3 separate regions of the Mus musculus genome follow, and regions 1 and 3 are each linked to region 2. Evidence: chromatin contacts called from public Hi-C and promoter capture Hi-C data. All regions are on one chromosome and are shown on one strand. The core of a region is the stretch at or near the end of the contact, and the rest is flanking DNA. Distances in the headings are between cores, read along the strand shown. Region 1 overlaps Myo3b (myosin IIIB). Region 2 holds the start of Erich2 (glutamate rich 2). Region 3 overlaps Myo3b (myosin IIIB).

Evidence for each region. Promoter capture Hi-C pulls out the DNA fragments that hold promoters and counts their contacts. A called contact is a pair of places that touch in the nucleus more often than the background predicts.
Region 1: a contact with region 2 is called in a Hi-C map of cortical neurons, with 2.5 times the contacts expected there. The contact joins the enhancer-like site here to the promoter of Erich2 in region 2. A contact is called at or near these places in 18 of 39 promoter capture datasets (the 3T3-L1 cell line, 3T3-L1-derived adipocytes, the HPC-7 cell line and 10 more), 7 of 484 Hi-C or Micro-C datasets (the 3T3-L1 cell line, cortical neurons, embryonic fibroblasts and 2 more), 14 of 115 datasets of contacts at active chromatin or transcription factors (craniofacial prominence, embryonic basal ganglia, embryonic forebrain and 7 more) and 5 of 9 other capture datasets (adipose tissue, embryonic stem cells, liver and 2 more).
Region 3: a contact with region 2 is called in a promoter capture Hi-C map of embryonic stem cells, with 2.6 times the contacts expected there. The contact joins the enhancer-like site here to the promoter of Erich2 in region 2. A contact is called at or near these places in 11 of 39 promoter capture datasets (the 3T3-L1 cell line, 3T3-L1-derived adipocytes, cranial neural crest and 5 more), 1 of 484 Hi-C or Micro-C datasets (embryonic stem cells), 4 of 115 datasets of contacts at active chromatin or transcription factors (embryonic basal ganglia, embryonic midbrain and embryonic stem cells) and 3 of 9 other capture datasets (adipose tissue, embryonic stem cells and pancreatic islet).

What each region holds. Positions count from the first base shown.
Region 1 is chr2:70,258,122-70,261,244 of GRCm38.p6, reverse strand. All of the region lies in intron 23 of Myo3b (myosin IIIB), which reads right to left. Among named protein-coding and RNA genes, the nearest start is that of Sp5, 220 kb to the left of the region's middle. Within about 2 kb of position 1,719, at least 10 of the 459 cell types and tissues checked have an H3K27ac peak or open chromatin away from gene starts, as enhancers often do. A contact at or near this core is called in cortical neurons, where this site is marked.
Region 2 is chr2:70,507,007-70,510,205 of GRCm38.p6, reverse strand. It overlaps Erich2 (glutamate rich 2), which reads right to left and starts at 1,387. Exons shown (of 13, transcript NM_025744.2): 1 at 641-1,387; 2 at 505-550. The coding sequence starts at 1,103. All of the region lies in intron 1 of Gad1os (glutamate decarboxylase 1, opposite strand), which reads left to right.
Region 3 is chr2:70,338,955-70,341,814 of GRCm38.p6, reverse strand. All of the region lies in intron 30 of Myo3b (myosin IIIB), which reads right to left. Among named protein-coding and RNA genes, the nearest start is that of Sp5, 130 kb to the left of the region's middle. Within about 2 kb of position 1,319, at least 8 of the 459 cell types and tissues checked have an H3K27ac peak or open chromatin away from gene starts, as enhancers often do. A contact at or near this core is called in embryonic stem cells, where this site is marked.

The DNA of each region.
Region 1 (3,123 bases), core at 470-2,969, 250 kb after region 2:
GTGTGCAAAGCATAAGTTCACTGCATAATGACCACTATGAAGCAAGTGTCCAGGGGTCCACCATTCAGATCAGAAGCCAGAGCATCCAAGCATGGCCAGGACCATCTAGGCTGACCCTTGCAATGCTTGTTGCTGTATTTTTAAAAAGATTTATTTATTTTATTTTATATGGATAAGTACTTTGCCTACATGTATGTATGTGTACTGTGTGTGTGCCTGGTGCCTGTGGAGGTCAGAAGTGGGCATGGGATCTCCTGGGACTGGAGTTATAGACAGTTCTGAGCCACCATATGGGGGCTGGGAACGGAACTTGGCTCCTCTACAAGAGCACCAAGTGCTCTTAACCAATGAGCCATTCATTTAAGTTTTGAAGCAGGGTAAATAAAATGACATAAACAATGGGTTTCCAAGCACTGGAATTATGTTGCCAGAGTAACCGGGCCTTCTTTGTCTCTCACAGCAATGTCTAGCCACTTCCACCCCTTCAAAGAGACAAGCATACACCTGAAACAAATGCTTTCAATTTCAGTGAAAAAAAGAGACTTCTCTTCAAAGGCTATACTACAATTACAGGCAGGCAGGCAGACAGACAGACAGACAGACAGACAGACAGGCAGACAGGCAGGCAGGCAGGCAGGCAGACAGAAAAACAGACAGAAAAACAGACAGACAGAGGATAGATGGTGATAGATGTTTCAGATCTTAAAAGCCCCATTAACATTCTGCCATTCGATGCAAGACACAGCAACACTTTTTAATGAAGGTGGGAGGACGATTATCATTACAAGGTAGTAAACTGGGGACCACTTCAAAACAGAAAGTGAAGGCACAAGGAAAAAGGTTCTAGTTTCTCTACTGACACACCGCACTAACTCTGCTGTAGCCTCCTGCTGTCTCAGTAGGCACCTTGTTACCAGAAGACTTTGGTGTCAGCTAACTGAATGCATTTTTGCATGAATAAATCCAGAAAGCAGACAAATACTCTTGCCTTTTAGTTTTGACACTTACATGCTGCTTTTAATATTATTCAAAATTTGAAGAAGAGTGGATTTACAATTCAAAAAAAAAAAAACAGCATCGTGCACAGCTCAGAATCACAGAGGAGCTTGCTAGGATATCACGTTTGTTTCCTCTCTCCTTCTGTCTCTCTCCCTTTCTCTCTCTCTCTCTCTCTCTCTCTCTCTCTCTCTCTCTCTCTCTCTCACACACACACACACACACACACACACACACACACACACACACACACTTTTGTTACTCCTAGATGATGTGAGCTTCCATTTCCAGGCACAATTCAGAAAGGTTATAAGCTCTCTGGAAGACGAATTAAAATTTTAAGTCAAGAACTAGAAAAGGCTCTGCTGTGTTTCTTTCCTGCTTTGGGGAGACTCCGGGAAGGACAGGAGGCTCAAGGCAGAGCTTTGCTTTCTGCATAGAGCCACCTAGTGCTCAGGACTATGAACTTATTTTTTTTCCTTCAGCCACAAGCTGAAAGAGTAAATTCCAAAACCACGAACAGGTTTGACAAGTCATTATTTATGTTTATAGGAGAGTGCAAATGCCAGCTGAAGAAGAGTCTTGCGGACAAATTTTATTTCAGGGACTATTAGCCCTGTTAATAACGGCATTATCTCTGCTTCTGCCCAGAAGCCAGCTGCAGAGGAGTCTGAACTCCAGAGGGGAGCACCAGCCAGCTCTGCCCACAGCTGTTCACGGGATCCCGGGGATCCACATGAATTAATCCTGGCTGCAGCCAAGAAGCATCTACAGGGCAAGCTGGCTGCAGACTTTGAGTGGGCACTGGGTACCACGGAAGCATGTTTGAAGGATGTTAAGTTACTTGTTTAAGTCAAGAGGGGCACAGGTTGTATGTAGACTAGCTTTTTGTTCTCTCTTAGGCAGGATTTTCACTTACTCTGGATCATTTATATACTCAGCTATAAATTAGACATGGCGACAGTTCCATCCTACCTTGCAAAGGTCCCAGGTGAGAGACATGGGTGCCAATGATTTTAGGAAAAGGAAGGAGCTGTGAGAAGAGGATTGTTGTGGCCCAGACAGAGACAGCTGGATCCCAGGTGAATCAAAGGAGCTTGGTCCAGTGAGAATCCATTGATCTGGGAACTCTCATCTGGGGACCTAGCAGCCTGCTTCTTGGCACGAGGACCCACAGATGGACAGTTTCAGCTGTCTGTCAGCAAGTGAAGCCATAGATGTTCCGGGTTGTTTAGGGGAATGAGAGAGGGTGAGAACTGGACCAGGTAATCTCTGAGGGCTCTTGGTCAGAAGACCGTTGATGTGCCACACACCCTTTCCTTGGAATCTTACACCAATACATCTCCATAATTCTAGGTAAACCAAGTCTATGATTATATACAGTTTTATCAAGAGAGTTAAAAGGAGGCAGAGACGATGAGAATTGTAAGAGCTGATGTGGAAAGTGTGTGTGTATGTGTGAATGTGTGAATGAGTATGTATGTGTCTGTGTCTCTGTGTGTGTGTGTGTGTGTGTATGTACGTGTGTATCTGTGTGTTCGTGTGTGTGTGTGCACGTGCGTATCTGTGTGTGACTTCCACTGTGTGTGTATGAATGTGTATATCTGTGTCTCTGTATGTGCATGTGTGTATCTGTGAATGTGTCTTTGTGTGTATGTGTGTGTCTCTCTGTGTGTTCACATGTGTGTGTGTGTGTGTGTGTGTGTGTGTGTGTGTGTGTTATGTGTGATTAATTCTTCTCAGGACTTAATTTACAAAAGAAATAGCCATGTTCTTTTCTTGAATTTAAACAGCACCCTGACCCTGGTTAAAGTTCAGTGTTGGGCTGGAGAGATGGCTCAGTGGTTAAGACCTTTGGGTGCTCCTGCAAAGGATTCAGGTTTTGGTCCCAGTACTCACATCATAGCTCACAACCATCCTTAACTCCTGTCCCGGGGATCTGATTCCCTCTATGACCTCTGTGGGCACCAGGCATGCACATGGTGCATAGGCATACACACAGGGGTAACACTCAGACATGAAAAATAAAACAAAATAAAGTAAGTCTTTAAAAGGGGGGAATTTGATGTTGACAGTGCACATATGACAGTATTTGGGCACTGACTAAAAGACACCACATAGGCACTG
Region 2 (3,199 bases), core at 138-2,637:
CTTTAGTTTTTAGGAGAATGAAGCAAAGTATTTAAAGCATTTTCTTCATATCTCTTTGTAAAAAGCAAAGATCTTGGGATAAGAACAAACAGACTCAGCAAGTCACCTACAGTACCGGTGTCACCGTGCTACTTATCAATTAAATGCTTTTGGGTGTGATGCAGAGTAGTGCAAGGAGTCAAAAGTCAAAATCTTGATTTTTGGATATTCCAAGTCGTCCAGATTGGATTTAGGGGCAGTTCGTAGTGCGAACCTTTCTCCTGGGAGATCCAGGGGGGGCAAAGTTCACAGAGCCAAAGAAGTTATAGGTAGAGAGCATGCCTGGGGGGGGGGGGGGTGTGCTCATCCTCATAAACCATTAAGTTGTTTGAAAAAGTAAAAGAATAGCGAACAACGGGGCGGAGCTGGAAGTACTAGGATAGGACATGACGGTTTTCATTTTGGCGGTAGGGTGAGATACCCCTAAACAGGCAGACTTTCCCTCCTCTCAGCAGAGCATCCTACCTTCTCGGGCAGTATTTCGACAGCCGTGCGGTTCCACAGGACCAACCTGGAGTGGTAGATACATTTTTAGGATTAAGTGTTGTCGGAGGTGCGGGCTGGGACCCGCCACTCCCAGGGGTGTGGGTAAATTACTCACAGTCACCACACTGCTGCTTACCCTCTGGCCGCCCTGCCAAGTTGTTTCCTCGAAGGGCAGACCAGGAAGGCCAGCCCCGCTCCGCACTCGCGGTGGGTTCCGAGTTGCGAGCCTGGGACGCCGCGTTGCCATGGAGACCGGACGGGCTGCGGGAGGAGCCCCGGGAACCACCCGAGCTGCCCAGCGACTGGACAGCCCGACGCAGCGGAGGGGCGAGCGGGGCGGAGCGCGGCGGGCCCGGGGCGGGGCGCAGAGCGCGGGGCGGGAGCGGAGCGGGAACTGTTCCAGCTGCTGGAACCACGCGAAGGGCGGAGCGGGCGGCGCGGGTGGCCCAGCGTCCGGAGGAACTGGGCGTCGCGCTGCGGGGCAAGTTAGGGGCGCACACCCTGGGGCAGGCTTGACCACGTATCCTGGTTACTTTGAGAAAGGCCGGAGACAGGGTGACTGGAAGGTCGGTGTCCATACCTGATCCTGACTCTAGGTGGCGGAGGGAAAAGGGCGAGGTGGCCTCATTGGGGTTACAACTTGTGGAAGAAAAGATGCCTTGAGTTGGGAGGGCTGGGTGCCTCTGGATCTGAATGAACAAAAATCCCCTGCACCTGAGATCGCCCCGAGAAGATTATGGGTTTCCTGGGGACCTCGACATCAGTTCTCCTAGGGATCCGGTTCAGGTGTTTAGAACCAGACTCGCCTTTCCCACCCAGCCCGGGCCAAGTCTGGGTTTCCTTTTGTGCCCGGGCTGCTACTGAAGCACCTCAGCCCTTTAGAGGTCTTATGCTTCACTGCTTCGGTCACAAAAGAGGGTGGGAGAGCGCCCTGTTAGAAAATTTCAATGTTCTCTCAAGCTTATCTTCTAGGGGGGAAATGGGTAACTTCTCTCCTTGGACACAGAGAACTTGTTGCTAGGCAACGAGTTTTGAAGGGGACCCGTCTGTTGGAATCAAAACTGCATTCGAATTTCACCTAGTGGCCAGAATATAAGAGATATAATCACCTTCTTAAGGGCCCTCTGGGGACATGCAATTTATCTGATGGCTAAAATATGTACGTTTTAATGTATAGAAAAACGGATTCAATTTTGACATTATTATAAAAATAGAACCAGCGAAATCATTCTGAACCAAGAATACAGAAAGTTTCCGTTGTTTTTAAATCCTCTGATTCATTCTTCCAGGCACTCTCTAAATCTCTTTGAGTCATGGATGATAGGAAAGCATTGAGGGGGAAATTCTAGAATGAAAGTTTAAGGAACTCAATGAAATCATTGACAACTGCAGGCCATGTCTGGTGAGGGCCCAGCAAGCCCCGACTTCTGCTATTGCAGGGAAGGGAAAATTGTACATGTCAGGAGTCTTGAGTTTTACCCAAGATCTTTCTCCATAAAGGCAAAGGGAAAGTGTATTTCTTTATTATGTTTTAAAACCTCAGTTTTGTTAAATTTGCTTGGCATTGCTCAGTAGAGAATGGCGCCTTTGTTGCACACATTGTCCCTCTGTAAGGAAGTGTAAGCATCAAGCTGACCTGATTAGACTATCTCTTTCTTCCCCCTACATAGAAAAGGATGAGCCCAAACCAGTTTACAAACTGCAGGGTTTTCAGGGTGTGTCTATGGTTCCTATTTCTCACAACACGGAGAGAGAAACTCTTTACAGACTAAATGACATCTGACAAGTGACTCTGGTAATAGCTTCCATTCTGATGTATTATGCGTTTAAAGAAAATAGCCAACTTTCAGGTAACAGTAAGAATCAAGGCCATTCCAGCAGAGTACCTGGCCCAATGCTTATTCAACTCCACAATGGTCGTTATATTTCACTTTGATGAAAAAGCATTACATTTCGTCTTCATTTACATAACATCAGAAATAATTCACCCATCTCTATAACCTATATGCAGAAGTTGGTTTTTGACACAATGCTCAAATATAAAGCAAAGTTAAGCTCTGGCTTATGCATTTAGACACTGAATAAGTTTATCTAAAGCATCTCCCTAGTGAGGAGTTGTTCTAAAGAAGCCAAAAGGAGCCAGGAGGTCGTGGCACATGCCTTTAGTCCCAGCACTCGGGAGGCAGAGGATTTCTGAGTTTGAGCCCAGGCCGGTCTGTCTCGAAAAACAAAACAAAGAAGTGAAAGGAAATGCTCCTGGAAACGCTACAGCTACAGCTACATCCCTCCGTAGCAGCTACTTATGGTGCTTCGGGTTTTAGCCCATCCTTGGGATTGGATCCCTGACTTTGTATACCTTAGGCGAGCAGTCTCCTACGGAGCGACAATCCGAGCCCCATCTCGATTTTTAATGGGTAATTATTTTTTATTATAGATCTGAATGTTAGCAGAGCACGATACAAAAACATGTTTAAATAACATTTAGTGTTTTCTGAGTATAAAACTAATATAGGGATTGGAATGTAGGTTAGTGGCAAAGTACTTGCCTAGCACACTACAGCCCTGGGCTTAATGCTGAGCAATGAAAAAACAAGCAAGCTCTTTTACAAATGAAAACCCAGGGTTACCGATACACTCTCACGATGGACAATTTACAACATACCAAAAACCACAA
Region 3 (2,860 bases), core at 70-2,569, 170 kb after region 2:
CTGAGTTCCAATTCATTTAGTTCCCTGGGATAAATATTTGGTGTGAAGTTGTTGGGCCTAAGAGTGAGAAAATCCTTTTTCTATTCCAAGGGTTTAAATTACATCATCAGTTTCTCCCCTAAAAAGTAACAAAGCTTAACATCTAGCCACAGATGTATGGAAGGTCCATTTTTCCATTGTATCTCCAACACTAGATGTTATCAGTCTTTTTAATCTTCACATGTTTTTGTCAGAAATAGGTACCTTGATATTTTCCTTACATTTATAAAGAGGAAAACATCATCATGAGCTTTAATATATGATATCATGGGACTATGAAGGGCAGACTAGAAGAAGAAGGACCTTAACAGGGTACAGCTGGGCAACAGGGACCCCATATGCTTGCGTCTCACAGCTTGGCTTTTGGTTGGTTTTTCTCATTTGTTTTGGATACTCAGCACTTTTTATAAAAATATTGAAACACACATCTTACATCTCTCTCGAGTGAGTATTGCTGCCAAAGGAGTTAGTTATGCAAATCCCACTTAAATATGTGGATATGTGATTGCTCTTAAGTAGACGTAGGTTTCTGTTTTAGAACACCGCTCAAGGACTGATTTATCTGAAGGGCTCCAGGAGCTAATAAATGTCTCATATAAGTCAGTACCAGTTAGGTTTGTGAACTTATGCTAATTTCCCGAACCCTACTAGGCTTTTAAGGATGGTCATATTTGTTCACCCCATTGTTTTTCTCCAACTGGGATCCTACCGTGTTAATTTGTCAGCTCTTGGGTTCTTGTTTCTTTCCTTTCCTCCCTGGTCTGCACTATGTTACTGCAGACAGCTGTCGCTATAAAAGCCTAAGGTGGGAACAGAAAGGTTTTCTTCCTTCTGATGAAAACGACGCCTTATTGGACAGCCACTCGGAAAGCTGTCTTGGACCATTAGCGTCCCAGCCTCCAGCGGAGAAAAGGACTGGAATGGAAGCAGGGTCAGGGGGCTCTGCGATCTCAATGTGTATGCAGCACTGTCTGAGGGTCGCAGCCTGACAGAATAGCAGAGCAAGTCTTCACACAGCACTGGAGTTCAGGGGCGGGCCGGTGTGATGTCACCGGAAAACTGCAGCAGTGCGACCGCAGTAGCAGCAGCAGCAGCAGCAGCAGCAGCAGCAGCAGCAGCAGCAGCAGCCTCCTGGATGCCCGGAGAGAACTGAGGTCTTGGTTGCTTCATTCATTCTGGAACTCCAGCAAATGATTCACGTCCCCCATTTCACAGACCAGAGGGAGGGAACTGGGCTATCTGAATAAACAGAACTGGTCAGAACCAGATGGAAACCAGATCTGGCTGCCACAGAGCCTGCCTGCGCTCTCTGTCTGCAGCATTGTTTTGTTACCGGACTAGCGTGCCACCATTACATTGGGGATCATAATGAATGTCCAAAGGGAAGCAATGACAAGGCCTCCAAGCGGCTTCTTTTGTTTCACCTCTGCTTTGTCCTTTGAGTAGGTTTTGTCTTCTGACGGACTTCCACTTGGTTGTTCAGTCCGGTCTTGAACTACTAGGCACAGGAAACATCCCTGGCTCCGCCCCTTGAGTAGCTAGGCCTACAGCCACAGGTCTCCTCACTCAGCGTGGCCGTGGTCGGGTTTTGAAATGGCTTATGGGTTGACCTATGTAGAGTCATAGTGTTAGCACCTTAAAAACTGAATTAGCACCACGTATGGTGCCACACGCCTTTCATCCCAGCACCTGGAAGGCAGAGGCAAGCAGATCTCTATGAGTCTGAGGCTAGCCTTGTTTACATAGTGAGTTCCAGACTAGTCAGTGCCATATAGAAAGATTCAGTCTAAAACCAAACCAAACCAAACCAAACAAACAAACAAAAAACCTAAACAACCAAAACCCCAAACCGATGGCACTAGATAGATATTTACTGAAGTTCAGCAGGAGTGATGGAAAGGATTGTGATCTGCAGAGAACTAGGCAGGAGAGTTGGGGAGAAGGCTGGGGAACTGCCTTGGGCTTTCATTGTAACTTTTTGTATTAACCGCATTTCAAAGTTCCACAAGAGATGCAGGAATTTCTGAGCATGGCAGCACACCTATTGCTTTGTCTTTGTCTTTCACAGGGCTGTAGTCAGGAGCACTGACACACAAACGCAGGAACCTTCTCTGAACTCTGGAGACATCTGACATCCTTTATCTCCTAAGTACCGAAGTATCCGGTTCTCAAAAGGAAGGGTGTTCTCTTACCAGAGTGCAGTGTCTAAAATCGGAAAATTAAGATTAGTAGCAAGACTCTATGACTCACTCCACGGTGTTCTGATTTTTGCAAAAGATGCCAGGGGCAACTTCTGTAGCAGAAGAAACCCAGGATTGGGGGTGGGGGGGTGGGGATGGGGGTGGTGGTCACATTCTCTTATGTCTCCTTCCAGCTGGGAAAGCGCCTCAGCCATCCCCTCTGTTTCGTTTTGTAGCCTACTGGCCAGTTATCTTCCAACAGACTCCTCTGTTGGGGTCTGTCTGCTGTTTCCTCAGGATTAAATCCAGGTCATGCTCATTTGGCAGGAAATCCGCAGACAAGGTGCTGTTCTGAGGGTTGCGTGCGGTCTGGTGGCTCCATCTCTGTGATGCTGTCATTTGGTCACAGTGGCTTCTGCAAGGTTCCTCTGTGTCCTTCTACAGCTTTCTTGTGGGGATTTATTCTGACATTATGAAAATAGCTTGTTATTCCCTCGTCTCTCACCTTCTGCTTTGGGCACTCGTTCATGATGCTTGCCTAGAGCAGTGATTGTTTCCATACTTGAAAAATGTTGATTTTCAATCACCAAATCTACATTTATTATTTCACATTATAATTGCAATGAAGAATTTCCTTCCAC